Regions from separate parts of the Mus musculus genome. Here all the other regions are linked to region 1. Evidence: chromatin contacts called from public Hi-C and HiChIP or PLAC-seq data. All regions are on one chromosome and are shown on one strand. Each heading gives the region's core, a stretch centred on a gene start, on an enhancer-like site or on the middle of the called end of the contact. The rest is flanking DNA. Distances are from core to core; before and after follow the strand shown.

The links. Hi-C and Micro-C count contacts between places; a contact is called where the count stands out from the background. HiChIP or PLAC-seq counts read pairs in DNA pulled down with a chosen protein or histone mark.
Region 2: a contact with region 1 is called in an H3K27ac HiChIP or PLAC-seq map of embryonic stem cells, with 5 read pairs. The contact joins two enhancer-like sites. A contact is called at or near these places in 3 of 484 Hi-C or Micro-C datasets (embryonic stem cells and forebrain neurons) and 1 of 115 datasets of contacts at active chromatin or transcription factors (embryonic stem cells).
Region 3: a contact with region 1 is called in a Hi-C map of embryonic stem cells, with 5 times the contacts expected there. The contact joins two enhancer-like sites. A contact is called at or near these places in 1 of 484 Hi-C or Micro-C datasets (embryonic stem cells) and 2 of 115 datasets of contacts at active chromatin or transcription factors (double positive thymocytes and pancreatic cancer cells).
Region 4: a contact with region 1 is called in an H3K27ac HiChIP or PLAC-seq map of embryonic stem cells, with 5 read pairs. The contact joins two enhancer-like sites. A contact is called at or near these places in 5 of 39 promoter capture datasets (3T3-L1-derived adipocytes, the C10 cell line, cranial neural crest and 2 more), 2 of 15 datasets of contacts at CTCF or cohesin (large pre-B cells and pro-B cells), 19 of 484 Hi-C or Micro-C datasets (the 63-12 cell line, B cells, the F1.1 cell line and 13 more), 1 of 115 datasets of contacts at active chromatin or transcription factors (embryonic stem cells) and 3 of 9 other capture datasets (adipose tissue, embryonic stem cells and liver).
Region 5: an H3K4me3 HiChIP or PLAC-seq map of embryonic stem cells shows a contact between it and region 1, with 32 read pairs. The contact joins the promoter of Igf2bp1 here to the enhancer-like site in region 1. A contact is called at or near these places in 7 of 115 datasets of contacts at active chromatin or transcription factors (acute myeloid leukemia, embryonic stem cells and neural tube) and 2 of 9 other capture datasets (adipose tissue and liver).

What each region holds. Positions count from the first base shown.
Region 1 is chr11:95,769,730-95,772,439 of GRCm38.p6, forward strand. No RefSeq gene overlaps it. Among named protein-coding and RNA genes, the nearest start is that of Gm38957, 5.8 kb to the right of the region's middle. Within about 2 kb of position 1,387, at least 39 of the 459 cell types and tissues checked have an H3K27ac peak or open chromatin away from gene starts, as enhancers often do. A contact at or near this core is called in embryonic stem cells, where this site is marked.
Region 2 is chr11:95,543,296-95,545,995 of GRCm38.p6, forward strand. No RefSeq gene overlaps it. Among named protein-coding and RNA genes, the nearest start is that of Nxph3, 30 kb to the left of the region's middle. Within about 2 kb of position 1,421, at least 21 of the 459 cell types and tissues checked have an H3K27ac peak or open chromatin away from gene starts, as enhancers often do. A contact at or near this core is called in embryonic stem cells, where this site is marked.
Region 3 is chr11:95,620,898-95,623,597 of GRCm38.p6, forward strand. No RefSeq gene overlaps it. Among named protein-coding and RNA genes, the nearest start is that of Ngfr, 35 kb to the left of the region's middle. Within about 2 kb of position 1,359, at least 39 of the 459 cell types and tissues checked have an H3K27ac peak or open chromatin away from gene starts, as enhancers often do. A contact at or near this core is called in embryonic stem cells, where this site is marked.
Region 4 is chr11:95,957,721-95,960,630 of GRCm38.p6, forward strand. Igf2bp1 (insulin-like growth factor 2 mRNA binding protein 1) reads right to left here. Exons shown (of 15, transcript NM_009951.4): 15 at 1-2,910. Among named protein-coding and RNA genes, the nearest start is that of Mir3063, 4.2 kb to the right of the region's middle. Within about 2 kb of position 1,646, at least 8 of the 459 cell types and tissues checked have an H3K27ac peak or open chromatin away from gene starts, as enhancers often do. A contact at or near this core is called in embryonic stem cells, where this site is marked.
Region 5 is chr11:96,004,547-96,007,246 of GRCm38.p6, forward strand. It overlaps Igf2bp1 (insulin-like growth factor 2 mRNA binding protein 1), which reads right to left and starts at 1,398. Exons shown (of 15, transcript NM_009951.4): 1 at 913-1,398. The coding sequence starts at 1,087.

The DNA of each region.
Region 1 (2,710 bases), core at 137-2,636:
AGGATTTTTTTTTTTTTTTTTTTTTAGGCAAATGAACACTAATTAGAGTATCCTGACCTGAGTCAAAAGCTTTGCTTTCTGACTTACAGTCTCTTGCATCTTTCCTTCCAGTTATTAGTACCCAGGCACCCAAGACTGATTGATGGTCGCACACCGTGGGAGACTTGAAAGGCGGCTGTTGATAAATTTTTCATCCTTTTTTTTGTCTGTGAACAGACAGGATGCCAGTGGGTGGGACAATACCAAATTGTGAGAATTGGGTTGAAAATACAGAAGTCAAGACATTGGAATGCCCCACTGGCTGTTTGGATTGAGAGCGGCATGCACACTGGAAGAGGTAGAGTCTGTGGTGCAGAAATCATTCCCAAGTGTCTAAAGGACCCTCCATGTTTGCCGCTGCGGTCAGTCTTGGGAACTGGGTGCTTTGAATCGGTTCCTTTTTCTCCAGTGTCCCGGGCGTTTGGATAGCGAAGAGCCATAGTCACCTGTCACTGGGAAGACCCATACCCTTCGAGAAGGATGGCTGCGTTATTGTGTCTGGATTAGGATACTTTTGGTCAAGTATCAAAGAGAGTTGTTGCCCCTCAGAGGTTTCCCCATCACTAACCCCAGCTTACCTTCATCCTATTTGAGCTTCTCTGGTGAGATTGGGGATATGGCAGATTACTCGAAAATGATTTTATAGGTGATGGAGATGCTCAAAAAGGGAGGGAAGCTGGGGCTTTGTTTAATGTCAAAAGGAAATCGGATGGTTTCAGTCGAGTCAAGAGCCTGCCTGTATGGGTCTGAAAAGAGAGCAGTGGCTTGTTTCTGTGTCTCTGGCTCCCGTGAACGAGCACAGCCTCTCCATCTGCCTTACCATGTAGGGAGCCAGGGAGCCAGAAACAGGGTCTCCATCACACCCCGAGTAGGCTCTGTGACTCTGGCTGCATTGGAAAATACACATGATCACTCACTTGAGTTAAGTTGGAAAGAAATAAATGGTGTAGTGTAATGTCTGTGTTTACTTCTCAAATTGTATTGCTAGATATGTGGCCTCAAAAAACCAGGTGAATTATCTTCCAGAATATGAGGGGTTGGGAGTAGGGGTGAGGGTTGTTTTGGGTTTTTGTTTCCTCTGCAGTACTTGTTTTGGCCATACGGGGCGATAAAGTACTTTCTTCTTAGCTTTTAAGTCTCTTCTGGGCTACCTCTTGGCTCACTGATTGGATTTGACTAAAACATTTTCACGATCACTAAGTTGAGCAGTTACTCAGGCCTGGTGATGTGAGCAGAGATGGGGTCCTGTGTCTGAGGTCCATGTGGCTCGTCAGGCATCATAACCAGCAAGCCTTTGTTAATATTGGTTCCATGAAACCGAAAGCTAGCCCTTATCATAAAGGCTCCATTGTTTACTAAACGCAGAACTAAAGGTGACCCTCCTCCCTGTTTCCACCCTCCCATTGCAGCCCAGTCTGCCCTATCACATCTGTGACAGCAGTGGGGACCTCTCATGTGTAAGCACACGCTCTCTCACTTTTTCTGCTCCAGGTGGGTAGGAAGGTCTCCCAGAGCAGGCCTGGCCCTCTCTCTGCACAGGTTCCTTGTCTTTGGGCTCCTGGCCCTCTTCAGCTCTCGGGGAATATTGAATGCGTCCTTTGCAGTGTCTCCAGAGGAACAGTTGGCTATCCACTCAGGAAAGCACAGGCCTGAGGCTGTTTACCTTGCAGGGTCAGGAAGCATTTTCCTGTGGAAGGGCCTCCTGCTGATTTTCTCCTGGTCCTTTCCCCCAGCAAGAGTCTGTGCAGTGCCAGTCGGGGGGTCCTTGTAATTCCAGCCCAGGCAGAAGTGGAAGGGAAGCAGTGACCAGGGTAGATAGCAGGTGTCCGGGTGTCCCCACAGTCCTGAGGTCACTTGCACTTTCTCATTTCTTAAAGGAAGTCCAGTGTTCTTGCCAGGAATCCTTAGCCTTAGGTTTACAAAGCTTGCTGTTGAATGTTCGTCCGGAGGAGTGTAAGAAGGCAGGAACTGCTTGGTTCCAGTCCTGCCTGCAAGGTCAAGAAGGTTTAAGACTACGTCTAATCTGGAATCCTTACCTCTGTAGAGGGCGTTGAAGGTCAAGCTGGGACGGTGAGGGGTGCTGTAAAGAAGGTCATTGGGCCTTCAGTTGTGGGTGGGGGTGAGTGGTGGGCAGGACAGAGTCTTACTAGGATGGGAAGGAGGGAGAGGAGGGCTTGGCCCAGGGAGCTGGCCGCATGGTGGGTGGAGCCAGGTGGGCTCTGAACTGGTCCAGATGCCTGGCTTCCCTTAGCCATCTTTTCCCTAGCATCCTGTCAGACCCCCGGCGTGATGATATGCTTCCCTGTGTTAACTCTACCAATATTATTTTTTTAGCAATGGAAATGCACTTTTTTTTAATTTCAACTCAATCATGATTTTAAGTATAAAAATTTATAGATTGTTAAAACTACTTTTTTGTGTATTTTTAACCACTCAATGTAGCATTGTATATTTTATTCTTATTGAGACTCTGGTACAAGGTGTGCCATTTAATGATTTTTTCCCCCCAACATGCTGGGCCTTTGGATGTGTACGGTAACCAACTTCATGCTAATGTTCAAAGTAAAAAAAGAAAAGTAGCCATATTCCCACGTGTCTTCTCTTCATTTCTTCTCCAAGCTCAGATGACATTTTGAGGGCCCCTTGGTCAATGATTGTTCATTTTATGTAA
Region 2 (2,700 bases), core at 171-2,670, 230 kb before region 1:
ATGACCACATGACCTTGGAAGGTGACCCTGAACTCCATAACTGTCCCAGAGAGACCTCAGGCTGATAACCCAAGGGACTGTCATGTCACACGGGTGTCATTCTGAGCTGTGGGATTGTAGGTTTGCTTACTCAGCACCAGGCAACCTAAAAATAACAGCAGTCCCAGAGAACCAACCATGGGGACTTCAGGGTCACAGAGAACAGGAGTATGAGCTGGGGTATGCCTATGTCCATTCCTCCCAGTTTTACGCACCCCCTTCCCAGTATCTCCACTCCTAGGCCCAGCCTGGTGCCTGAGGTTCTAACTCAATTAACCCATAGAGAACGCAGCTGGCCTAAGTGGTTATTTGGGGAGCACAAGGTTTGGGATTCCCAGACTCTGGGGCAACATGAGGACAATGCTAAACCTGTCCCAGGCACACACACCCCAATCCCAGGACCAACTGCAAGGCCCCAAATGACACCCCGACCCCCTCCCGTCCTCACCACTCCCCCTCCCACAGGGCTGGCGCCACCTGAGGCTCAAACAGCCCAGGCAGACAGCAGCTGAGCTGCCCCCTTCAGCTCTTCCCTGCTTCTCACCCCCTAGGCTGGCTGAGGAGGAAGAGTTCACAGCCACCGTGGTAGCTCAGCAGCTGGGGGGAGCCCAGATGTGGGAGAGCCCAGAAGACAGGATAGTGTTACACTCAAATGGCCTGCCAGCTTCTCCTTAGAAGACAGGGATGGCCACAGTGTCTGGGAATGGAATGGTGTGTGCTTGTGCTTCATTCTCCATTCTTATCCCTCAGCTCCTGAGCATCAGTAATTGAGAATCAGCTAAAAGGTAGGCTTTGGTGAGCGGCCCTAGGTTTTCAATGAATAGAGGCGCTAACCACCCCTTCCTCTGGGTGTTTCCTGATCCAGCTGGCCCACTACCTGGCCGGAAGCCTCCAGCTAGAGCAGCTGACAGGAAGAGACTGACCTCTCTCCAACACTGTTCTTTGTCCACAGTGAATGTACCGGCTTTGGTTTCTGTGTGGACGCCTCCCCTCCCCTCCCAGCCTCTGACTCAGGGGCTCCGTCCATCCTGTCTAGGCCAGGGGCTCTCCTGGATACACACAAAGAGAGCATCTCAGGTTCCCTGGTCAGGGGCACCTGCTCTTTGATCTGCCCTTCTTCTTTCCCCAGGGTACTGGGTGCTACAAGGGCGAGGCTCCATCCAGGGACAGGCACCCAGAGATAAAATCTGGGATGGGAAGGAGCCTCAGATGAGAGTGACTTTAAAGTGCCGACACACACACACACACACACACATACACACACACACACACACACACACACACACACACACTTTACCAAGCTCACTCCTGACTGCCTACCTGAGCTCTCCCCTCCTCCACCATCCCTGGCGTTCCTCCCAGATTTCTCACTGGGAAGTTCTCAGATCTGGGGCCCTGTAGATCCAGTGGCCAGATGGGAAAGGTGCGTGCTGAGCAGGCCTGGACCACATTGCAACATAGTAACCTGGGGACTCAGAAGGTGCCTGGCTTCTGACCTCTCAACTCAGCAAGCTGCCAATGGGTTCCACATCTGCATTTTCCTTATTCCCAGAATCTTTTATCTTGTTTGTTTGTTTGTTTTGTTTTGTTTCTTTTGGGTTTCTCTATGTAGCTCTGGCTATCTTGGAGCTCCGTCTGTAGACCAAATTAGCTTCAAACTCCGAGATCCTCCTGCATCTGCCTCCTGAGCTCCCGAGCACTGGTATTAAAGGAATGTGCTACCACACCCACATACCCCCCCCCCCATCCAGAATCTTAAAGAGCACAACCATACACCCACCAGGAAATGGCACCCTGCAGGGACCAGGTGGGGCTCTGGATGTCTGACAGACTCCGTGGCAAGGATCCTACCTTGTAGCCGCTCCCTAGTCTACTGAGGGGTGTGCCCAAGAGAAACCCATTCCCTTTCTGATCCTGCTAGGGTGGGGGTAGGGTCTGATGGTCCCTTGGACCAAGTACAGTGCAGGCCCCTTCCCCCTGCCCTGCCCTGCCCTGCCCTGCCCCTTCCCCACCCCTAGCCCCTCACCCCCACTCTGAAATCCCCTTTGCTTCACTCCTTCATGCTTGTTTTTTTGCTTGTTAGAGTTTTGCTGCTGTTAGTTTTGAGATAGGGACTTGCCTTGTAGCTCAGGCTGGCCTGAAATTCTTAAACCTCCTGCCTCAGCCTCCCAAGCCTGGGTTATAGGCTTGGGCCGTAACCATGCGTAGGTCACTCTCCTTTATTTTTTTGTGAGAGGCTTGCAAACCAGGCAGACTTGCCAGCAGTTCCCAGTTGGAATCCCAGCTCAGCCCCAGTTTACCACAACCCAGCTTGTGTTCTGGGCTAACTCCTTGGGCCTCTCGGTTTCCACTCCTCAGCTCTCGGCTGAGCTACCAGCTCCTCTCCTCCTCTTCTGGTCCCTTGAGGTAACTTCTCTTTCATTTTCCACTCACCCTCTCCCTTCCCCAGCTCCAGCTCTACACCTTGTGCAGGCCCTTCCCTCTTCAGAGTGCCTTCTGCTGCCTTCCTTTCCCTGGAGTCCAAAGGAAGACTCCTGGTGAGCCGAGAGGTTCAACAAAGGTGTCAATCAACTATGAGATCTAAAACAGGAGGGAAGTGGGCCATCTTAGGTTTGTAGCTTCATCCCAGGGTGGTATACCCAGCCACTTGCATACACAAGC
Region 3 (2,700 bases), core at 109-2,608, 150 kb before region 1:
ACCCTTGCTGTCAGCCCCGACATCCTCCCCTCCCCACCCCACCCCACCCCCACCCACCTAGCAAACCATCTTGTCTTTCCATGATCAGCTAAGATCAGTTAAATGGCATCTCCTCTGGGAAGCTGGTCCAGCCCTCCCCGGCAGGATGGATGACACGGTCCAGCCCTGGGCTCAGACTGCTAGCCTAGCATTTTCACACTTCCCAGCAGTTAGCAGCTGGCCCATCCAGCACTTTTGCTAAGAGGCCTGGGACAGGGTCCAGGGCATGCTGACCTCTACTTCTGTGACCTGACACATTTATGTTCAGCAAAGGACTTAGGAGAACTAACCCCCCCAGTTGAAACCACCAGAGACAGGCCGCTCACTAAGCTCTTCCGGAAGTTGGCTGTGATCTCTGTGGCCTCTGGGCTCACATCTGTCTGATCTGGATGTCAGATGGACTGTCACATGGGTAACTGAGTAGAGTCAGGGGATCAGACTCTGGACTGAAGTGGGGGGAACTATAGATGAGTTCCTGTTGTTCCGTGTGGGCCTGTTTGCTTATGTTTACCTGTTAAATAAAGTGACAAGCCCTTCAGAGATTCCCTCCCGGTGCTCTGGGGCTTACAAGCATATTATGGCTTGGGGATTTTGTGACTGGGGCTGGCACTGTGGAGCTTACACTGAGTGTGAGTGAAGACTGTTCAGGGCAGACAGGAGCTCTCCCAGGAAGTGTCTCCCCAGAGAAGGAGGGATGACTTGGGGAGGGGTCAGGGTAGACACACTAGGAGGTGGGGACTCTTTCAGAGTCAGTAATTGTGAAAATCAATGGCATGGCCGGAGGCAGGAGACCAAGGAAAAGCCTGGGGGACTAGATCCCAGGAAATGAAGGGGGCGGGGTACAGTATCCTTCAACAGGGCTCAGCCTGGGGTAGGGGTGGGGGGAGAGAGAAATGCAAAGTAAGGGTTTAGCATTAGAATCTTGGGAAGAAGGGCAAGGAGACTTTGGGCTCAATGAAAATATATGTGTATGCAAATTCATTGTTTGTGTTTAGCTGGACAAGTCAAGTCGTGGTCCCTAAGACACCCCTCCCTCCCAAGCTCAGGCTGAAGTTCTGCCTCTGACTCAAGCGTGCTGTGGGCCGAGTAATTCCCGCCCTACCTTTAAGCTCTTCTCTGCCTTGAAATGCTGCCTTGTCCTCGAACATCTCTGGGAGTCGAAGCCCTTGCAGGCATCCCTTCAGTACCCCCGTGTCGAGGCAAGTTTATTTCTAACCCCTCTACTTCCAGGCCCCAGTTCCTTCCGTGCCAGCTCTCCCCGGCTTTTCCCCTCCGTGTGCCCCCTGCCTCTCTGCTCCACAGCTTCCCACAGTGCAGTCCTTCAGCCTCTCTCTAAGGTCCCGGTTTGGCAACTCAGGGTGGTGGGAGCAGACTGTGGGAGGCCAGGCCAGACCTCCCACCCTTTCTCCTTCCTCGTCACCCTGTGACGCCACCCGAACCCACACCCATCCCACAGGAGGAAAACAACAGACACTGGGGGTCCTGAGGAGGGAAGAGAGACAGACCCTGTGTGGGGTCTGAAGGGGTCCTGAGGTGGGGGTTGGGGAGAAGTGGAAGAAGGAGGTAAAACACACCATTACTCTCCAGCAGGAGCCGCTCCTGGGGCTGGAGGTGCCAGTGCTGACTGGGAGCTGGAAGGCACTATTGTCTGGCCCACCCCTTTGATCGTCCCTCGCCAGCTCCCTAGGAGGCTGTTAACATCCTTCTTTATGAGCTGGGGTTGAGCCAAGCCTCTCACCTCATCTGAAGCTCCCTGGCGGCTGCCTTTGGTCTTCTCACCATGCCCGGCGCCTGTACTGGGGACCTGTGGCTCTTTTCCACGCGCCAACAACTTCAGGCCTGGTAAGAGATCCAATGGACCAGCCAGTCTCTGTTCTCATGTGCTCCTAGGTGGATGACAAGCAGGTAGGGTACTTTTGGCCAACAGTCTAAAGCAGTGGTGCTCAACCTTCCTAACGCTGCGACTCTTTAGTACAGTTCCCCATATTATGGTGACACCCAACCATAAAATTATTTTGTTGCTACTTCGTAACTGCAATTTGCCACTGTTATGAATTGTAATATAAATGTCTGTTATTCAGGATATCCGATATGCAACCCCTGTAAAAGGGTCATTCGACCCCTGAAAGGGTCATGACCCACAGGTTGAGAGCCATTGGTCTAAAGAGCCAGAGTCTTGAATGAGTGACCTCAGTGGGCTTCCTGGAAGAGGCAAGGAGAGGACAGAGGATCTAAGGAAAAGGAGGGAGGGAAGTGGACCAAGCATGAAATGGAGGTGAGGAAGCAGGCCATCTCACAAGCAGAAATGATGCCACCCCTGAGCCTCAATTGGTTTGCCTGTACAATGGGCCAACACTTACTTCCCTAGGATCAGCCAGTACATGAAGTTAGAGTCCACGCTGTCTTTGCTCTCACTTCTTGGACTGTCTTCCTCTCTGAGAGTCTTCCAAAGGGGCCAGCCCCTTCCCGGGACCTCAGTATCCAGCTGTATCCAGAAACATCTGCCTCTCTTGTAAGAAGTCCCCACAAGGCTCTGAGTGGGGGAGGGGGGAGGAGGTAGAGCACTGGAAGGCAGGGGGGAACAGAGATGGATGAAAAGAGCAAGGTGCATCTTCTGACAGCTCTTCCCCAAGGCCTTGCTGGACACAGAGATCCGTTGCT
Region 4 (2,910 bases), core at 396-2,895, 190 kb after region 1:
TAACGAGTCCAGAAGCACCCCTGCCCAGTGCTCCTGTTTGAGATGTCCAGGTCACCTGGCCAGAGCTGTGACAGGAAGCACAGGTGAGTCTCACTGGCACTCCTTGGGGTGGGGATGTGACCAGACAAGGAGATCACTGGGAAAGCCGTATCATTACGTGACATGTGACAACTGCCAAAGAGGAAACCATATGTATGGGGGAAAAGAGTGTAGGAAATTAATCCCATGGTTACTGGAAATTGTCTCCCTCCCTTAAAAGAAAAAAAAATTTTTTTTGGTTTTTATTTTTTTTTTTTTTAAGATTTTTTGGAAAGTATTTTTAAGGTAATAGTTTTTCCTTTGGAAAAAGAAATCTTTCCCCCGCCTAACCTAAGCAAGTGGAGTTGCCACTACCTAAATTTCTCTATATTGTTTTGCTAAGAGGTAGATTAAAACCAAAAGTGAAACAGGCTTCTATAAGGAGGTCATTTAGGGGTGGGGAGGGCTAGGGCACCTGGCGGTGGTCAACTACAAAGGTGGCCTGAGCGAGCCTGGTAGACTGGACCAGGCCCCAGGGCAGAAGGATCCTGCTCTATCTCAGAGCGCGCCCCCTCCCCCCATACACACACACACCTCCCGAGGGGACTCAGTGGAGGCAGAGGATCTTGAAGAAACCCTGTTGAAGAGGCCCCGGTTCCCAAGTTAGGAGCTGACTAGGGGATTCCAGGCCGGACCCAGAACCACCCTCCATCCAGCTCTCTAGGGAAGGAGCCCATTCCTTTCCTCACATCAAGCTTAAGCTTAAGCTCTGAGAGAGAGGGGGAGGAGCTGGAGTGAAGGGATGAGAGAGTGGGGGAGGAGAGCAGAAAAGGGGATGGGGTGGGGGGGAGGGGACACGAGATGACGGAACCCTGCCAACCCGACCAATGTGAGTGGGGACCCGGGCAAGCCTGCCCGATCCCCATGACAAACCTAGTGTGGCATAAGCCAAAACTCTCTCCTGGCTGGGATTCATCCCCGAGGCATGAGTCCCTGCCCTCATCTCCAATCTTACTGTGAGGACTGAGGTAGTTCATCCATTTATACTCGTAGTATTCATCATCTGTGATTATGAAAAACACACGCTCCAGGAGCATCCTGCTATTTAAGAAAAACAAATTCTCTTCTTTTGTCAGTCCATAGTCACCCATTTGAGGGCATCCGTAATGATACCACATCAGGCCGTGCAGGGTTGAGGCTTTGGCCTAGCCTCTAGACCATGAAGCATGTGGCCTGTCCCGGATCTTGAACCCTCACTGAGATGTATCCAAAGGAAAGAAACACCATGTTTCAGCTGGTATTACTCTATGTATGTCTGAATACAAGAACAACATTCTGCACCTAAACCATTGAGTATCTGGAAGGAAAATGGCTTTTACATCCCCTGGCATTGATGAGGGGGTCTCTTCCTGCAATGTCCTGCCAAGCTGGTCTCCTTCTATTGGTTTTCAACAAACAGGCAAAAACAGTTGTGTGGTCTGAATGGCAAAGCCACTAGGATCTCCCCCAGGAGCACTTAGGACAAGGAAAGGCGACCTCGTCCCGAGAGAGGGGGAGAAGAGTTGCCTAAATCGACAGCTCCTCCTGGGGCTCAGTTAGGCTTGGCGCCCTCTGGGGCTGAGGTAGTTAATAGCACTGCTGGTTCCCAGTTTGGCAGAGGGTGTCTGGGAAGGGAGGAGGGGAAGGCACCCTTGAGAGCTAACTGAGGCCCCTCCTCACTGCCAGTCTGCCAGGCCTGAAGGGAACTCCACGGTGCCATCTCTGCAGTGGGGACAGGGGAGGAGAGCAGTCCCACAGGGAGCCCAAGAGTCCCTCCTTCCCCAAAGTGCAACAGGACCCCCTTTTCCCTGCTCCCTAGCCCTGGGCAAGCACCACACCCCAATCCCCCAGGAACTTAACAAGAGTGGTGCTTGTCTTTAGTGTAGTCTCCAGGACCCTCCCCCTCACAGACAGGCCTAGGAGATGTAGAAAGATGGCCGGCCACTGCTTTGTCTTAGAAACAGCCTCTCAGCCTCTGTCTGTCTGTCTGTCTTTGGCACAAAGGAAAACGGACATACAGAACCAACTGGAACATCCTGTCCCAGCATCCTCGGGGTTTTGACATGGTGTCTCCAGCCAATAGCGAGGCAGGAGTTTTCCCCAAAAGCGGAGAGTTTAGGGAAATGAAAGACAGAAAGGACCGGAAAGAGTCAAAGGCCACACGACTTCCCTCGTACCTAGACCTCCTTCCAGCAACTAAGTCCACAAACTGCAAAAGGCAACCAGACCCCAGAGGGGGTTAAAGCCACTGCGGTGTAAGCGGCAGATGCAGCTTCAAAGTCAGTCAGTGAGTCAAACCATTTGGCTTTTTATGTGTTTCCAAGAATTTAAAAAATAGACCCAAGAGATGATCCTTTCATTCATAAAACTACGTGTGTAGTGCACACACACACACCTCTATACATAGACCTCTGAGCACAGAAGCAGTTTCTTCTAAAGGTTGCTTTTCTCAACTGTCCAAATATCCCAAGTGCTTTTTGTAATAATTTGCCATCTTACCTAGGACAGGGTTTGGAAAAAAAAAAAAAAAGAGGTGACAAGCAGGGTAAGGAGCTGCCCTAAGATCTGGCCTTTGAGTCACCAGACAACCCAAATAAGCCAGGCTCTCCCTTCCTGCTGACCTCTGCCCCTAGTCCATATTCTTACTTTCATTAGGAAGCCAACTTTCACAATCTTGCTGCTGGGCAAATCCAGCCATGAGTGGAACCTTGCCTAGTCCATGTAAGTTTTCAGGTCCCTTGTCACACATGTTCTGATCTCTTCTGGGAGCTCAATCAGCTAAAGGGAAGGACTTGGACTTAAGGTGTGAAGGGGGCAGGTCCCCAAGGAACAGACGCTCCAGCAATCTCATTC
Region 5 (2,700 bases), core at 148-2,647, 230 kb after region 1:
GCTCAGATTTGGGAAAGGTGTGAGCGTTTGTGTGAGCGCGCTTGCTTCGGCGGCTCCAGAAGTAGAAGGAAGGAGACAGGCGAAAGCAGGATCGTTTCGCGAAGTGGGGCGGGAGTAGAGAATTAAAACTTTATTTTCCAGCAGAGCCACGGTGAAGGGCTTAGGCGACCAGGCCGGGTCGGGGCCACAGGGCTAGCGGAGGGCCCCCGGGGCGGCGCGGCCCGGGGCGGAGGGTCCCTCGCGGTAGCCGCGCGCCTCTCGGCCCAGCCTCGGCGTCTCGGGAAGCAGCATGGCGACCCGCCGCCGCCACCGCCACCGCCGCCGCGCCACCCGGCTCACGCCCCACTTTCAAATCAAAATGGCTCAAGCCCCAGGCCTTGGGCGGGAGGCGGGAGCCCCTTCCTCCCACGTCCTGCCTCAGGGCTTAGTCCCTAGTTAAAGCGGGAAGAGCTGAGGTGCGCGAACCCCCATCCTGGAAAGGCCCGGGACGGAGGGCAGGGGCTTTGGGGGTGCTCTAGCGCATGGGGGGCTGACTAGGGGCGGGGGGGAATCGGGGAAACCACGCCTATACCCGAACCCCAGTGTTCGTGAGACACCCCCACCCCCACCCCCACCAGTTGCCAACCGGGGCTCCCGCCCCGTCGGTGGGGAGGGGTGTAGGGAGCCGCCACGAGCGCCTCGGGCTGGGGGAAGGGGTGAGGAAATCCCGAATATCTCCGCGCCGGGAGAAGGCGTCGAGGGAGGCCGGGCGAGGCTGGGGACCGAAGACGGAGGCCGAGCCCTCCCGGACCCGGGAAGAGTTGGCCGGCAAGGAAAAGAGGAGCTGCAGGTCCCCGTTGTTCCGGGATTTCGTGTGTGTGTGTGTGTGTGTGTGTGTGTGTGTGTTTTCCGGGGAGGTGGCCGCGCTCTTACCCGAGAAAGTTTCGATGGCCTTCATCGCCCAGTGCTCGTCGGGGCAATCCACGAAGGCGTAGCCGGATTTGACCAAGAACTGGCCGCTGTAGGAGATCTTGTGCTCCGCGAATACTTTCTCCAAGTCTGCGGGGGTCACACTCTCGTTGAGGTTGCCGATGTAAAGCTTGTTCATGGTGGCGGTGGCGGGGCAAGGACACGGTTCCAGGCAAGGCCGAGCCGGGCGGGCGCGGGCGGAGAGCCTCCTAGGCCGAGAGGCGTGGAGACGGGCGGCGGGAGCCGCAAACTTTCTACGCACCCCACCCCTGAAGTTGTCCGGAGCTCCGGGCGGGTGGGCGGCCTGAGGGCACGCGGGGGTCACGGGAGAGTTTGGGTGAGCCCGGGAGAAGTGCCCGCCGAGTGCAGGGGAGGCTGACGACGACGCGGCGCGGCTCCTTCCCTTCGGTCCGAAACCCCTGCGAGCGGGCTGGTGTGTCACGTTTCTCCGCGGCCGCCCTGGCGCCGCCTCTAAATAAAATCGACTTGAAAAAAAAAAAAAAATGGAGCAGGAAAAAAAAAAAAGGCGAAGCCACGTGGTGACAGCCCCCACCCACCCTGCAGGGAAAGACCCCCGACGCCACCGGGCCCCTTGGCCCTCCAACCCGGACCAACCCAACAGTCTCCAATCTTGGGGGCGGCACTCAGCGCACCCCACGGGTAAACCAGGAAAGTGGAAGCAGAGTTCCCCCCCCAGCTCTCCTATCCCCCTCCCCCTTTGCAAGAACCTGGCCCCTAAAGCGGCGCCCCGCCCCCACAGCGACCTGCACGGGGGGGGGGGGTGGCGGGGGGAGGGCGGTGGCGACCCAAATCCCCCCAGTTCTTAGGAATAAAATGTACGGTAATTTTTTTATTCGTTTTGTGGAGACTGGGCTGCCCACCCCACCCCGGCAAACTGCTAGCGACTGACAGGCGGGGGACTGCCGAGACAGACAAAGAGAAGCTGAGGACTCTGGGGTCTTCAGGAGGGGGTCGCAGGAACCGGTTATTTAAAAGGAAAGACGCCTTTCCTCTACGTTTCTAAGTAGGGGGTCACTGTCTTTCCCGCTACACCGCTAGACTTCGCTGGCCTCCCGGGTCCTGATTCAGGGGACCCTGAGAGCGCGGGATCGGGAAGCTGCGGACACGGGACACGAGAGACAGCGCCTGAAAACGAGGGACCCGCAGGAAATCATGTTTCGGGATCCCCACTGGAGAAAAGCTGGCTTGCACCCAGTCCAGCTGCTGGATGACAACACTCCAGCATCCTTGGGGGAAAGCCTGCACGACCCGGCTCGAGAGCATCCTCGAAGATCAACTGGGTGGGGGAAAAACGACGAGGGGTGGTCGCACCACCGATCGACCCCGAACCGGAGGGGTTGGCTTCAGAAGGGAGGGACCGGGTTGAGCTCCGAGGTCCCCCTCGCCCTCCCCACGCAAGGAGCGGACAGGTGGCGTCGCCCGCCTGCGTCCGCTCTACCCGCGATGCACTGAGCGATGGTCCATGCGCAGGCTGTGGGTCTCAGAACTTAGTTTTGGGGTGCTGGATTTTGGAAGGCCGCCGGGGGAGGGGGTGCAGAGGCCCCGCCCACGTCCCCAGGTCAGCCCGGGGCGGGGAGGGGGTAATTTCCGCTCCGCGCTTGAGGAAGCGAGCAGCGGGGGAGGGGGCTGCGGCCCTCCCCCCTCCCCGTGGGGAGGGGGAAGTGGATCCGCCCAGGTCCCTTCCCTCCGCTAGGACCGACGCGTTCCGGATCCTCAGGCTCCGGGAGCCCG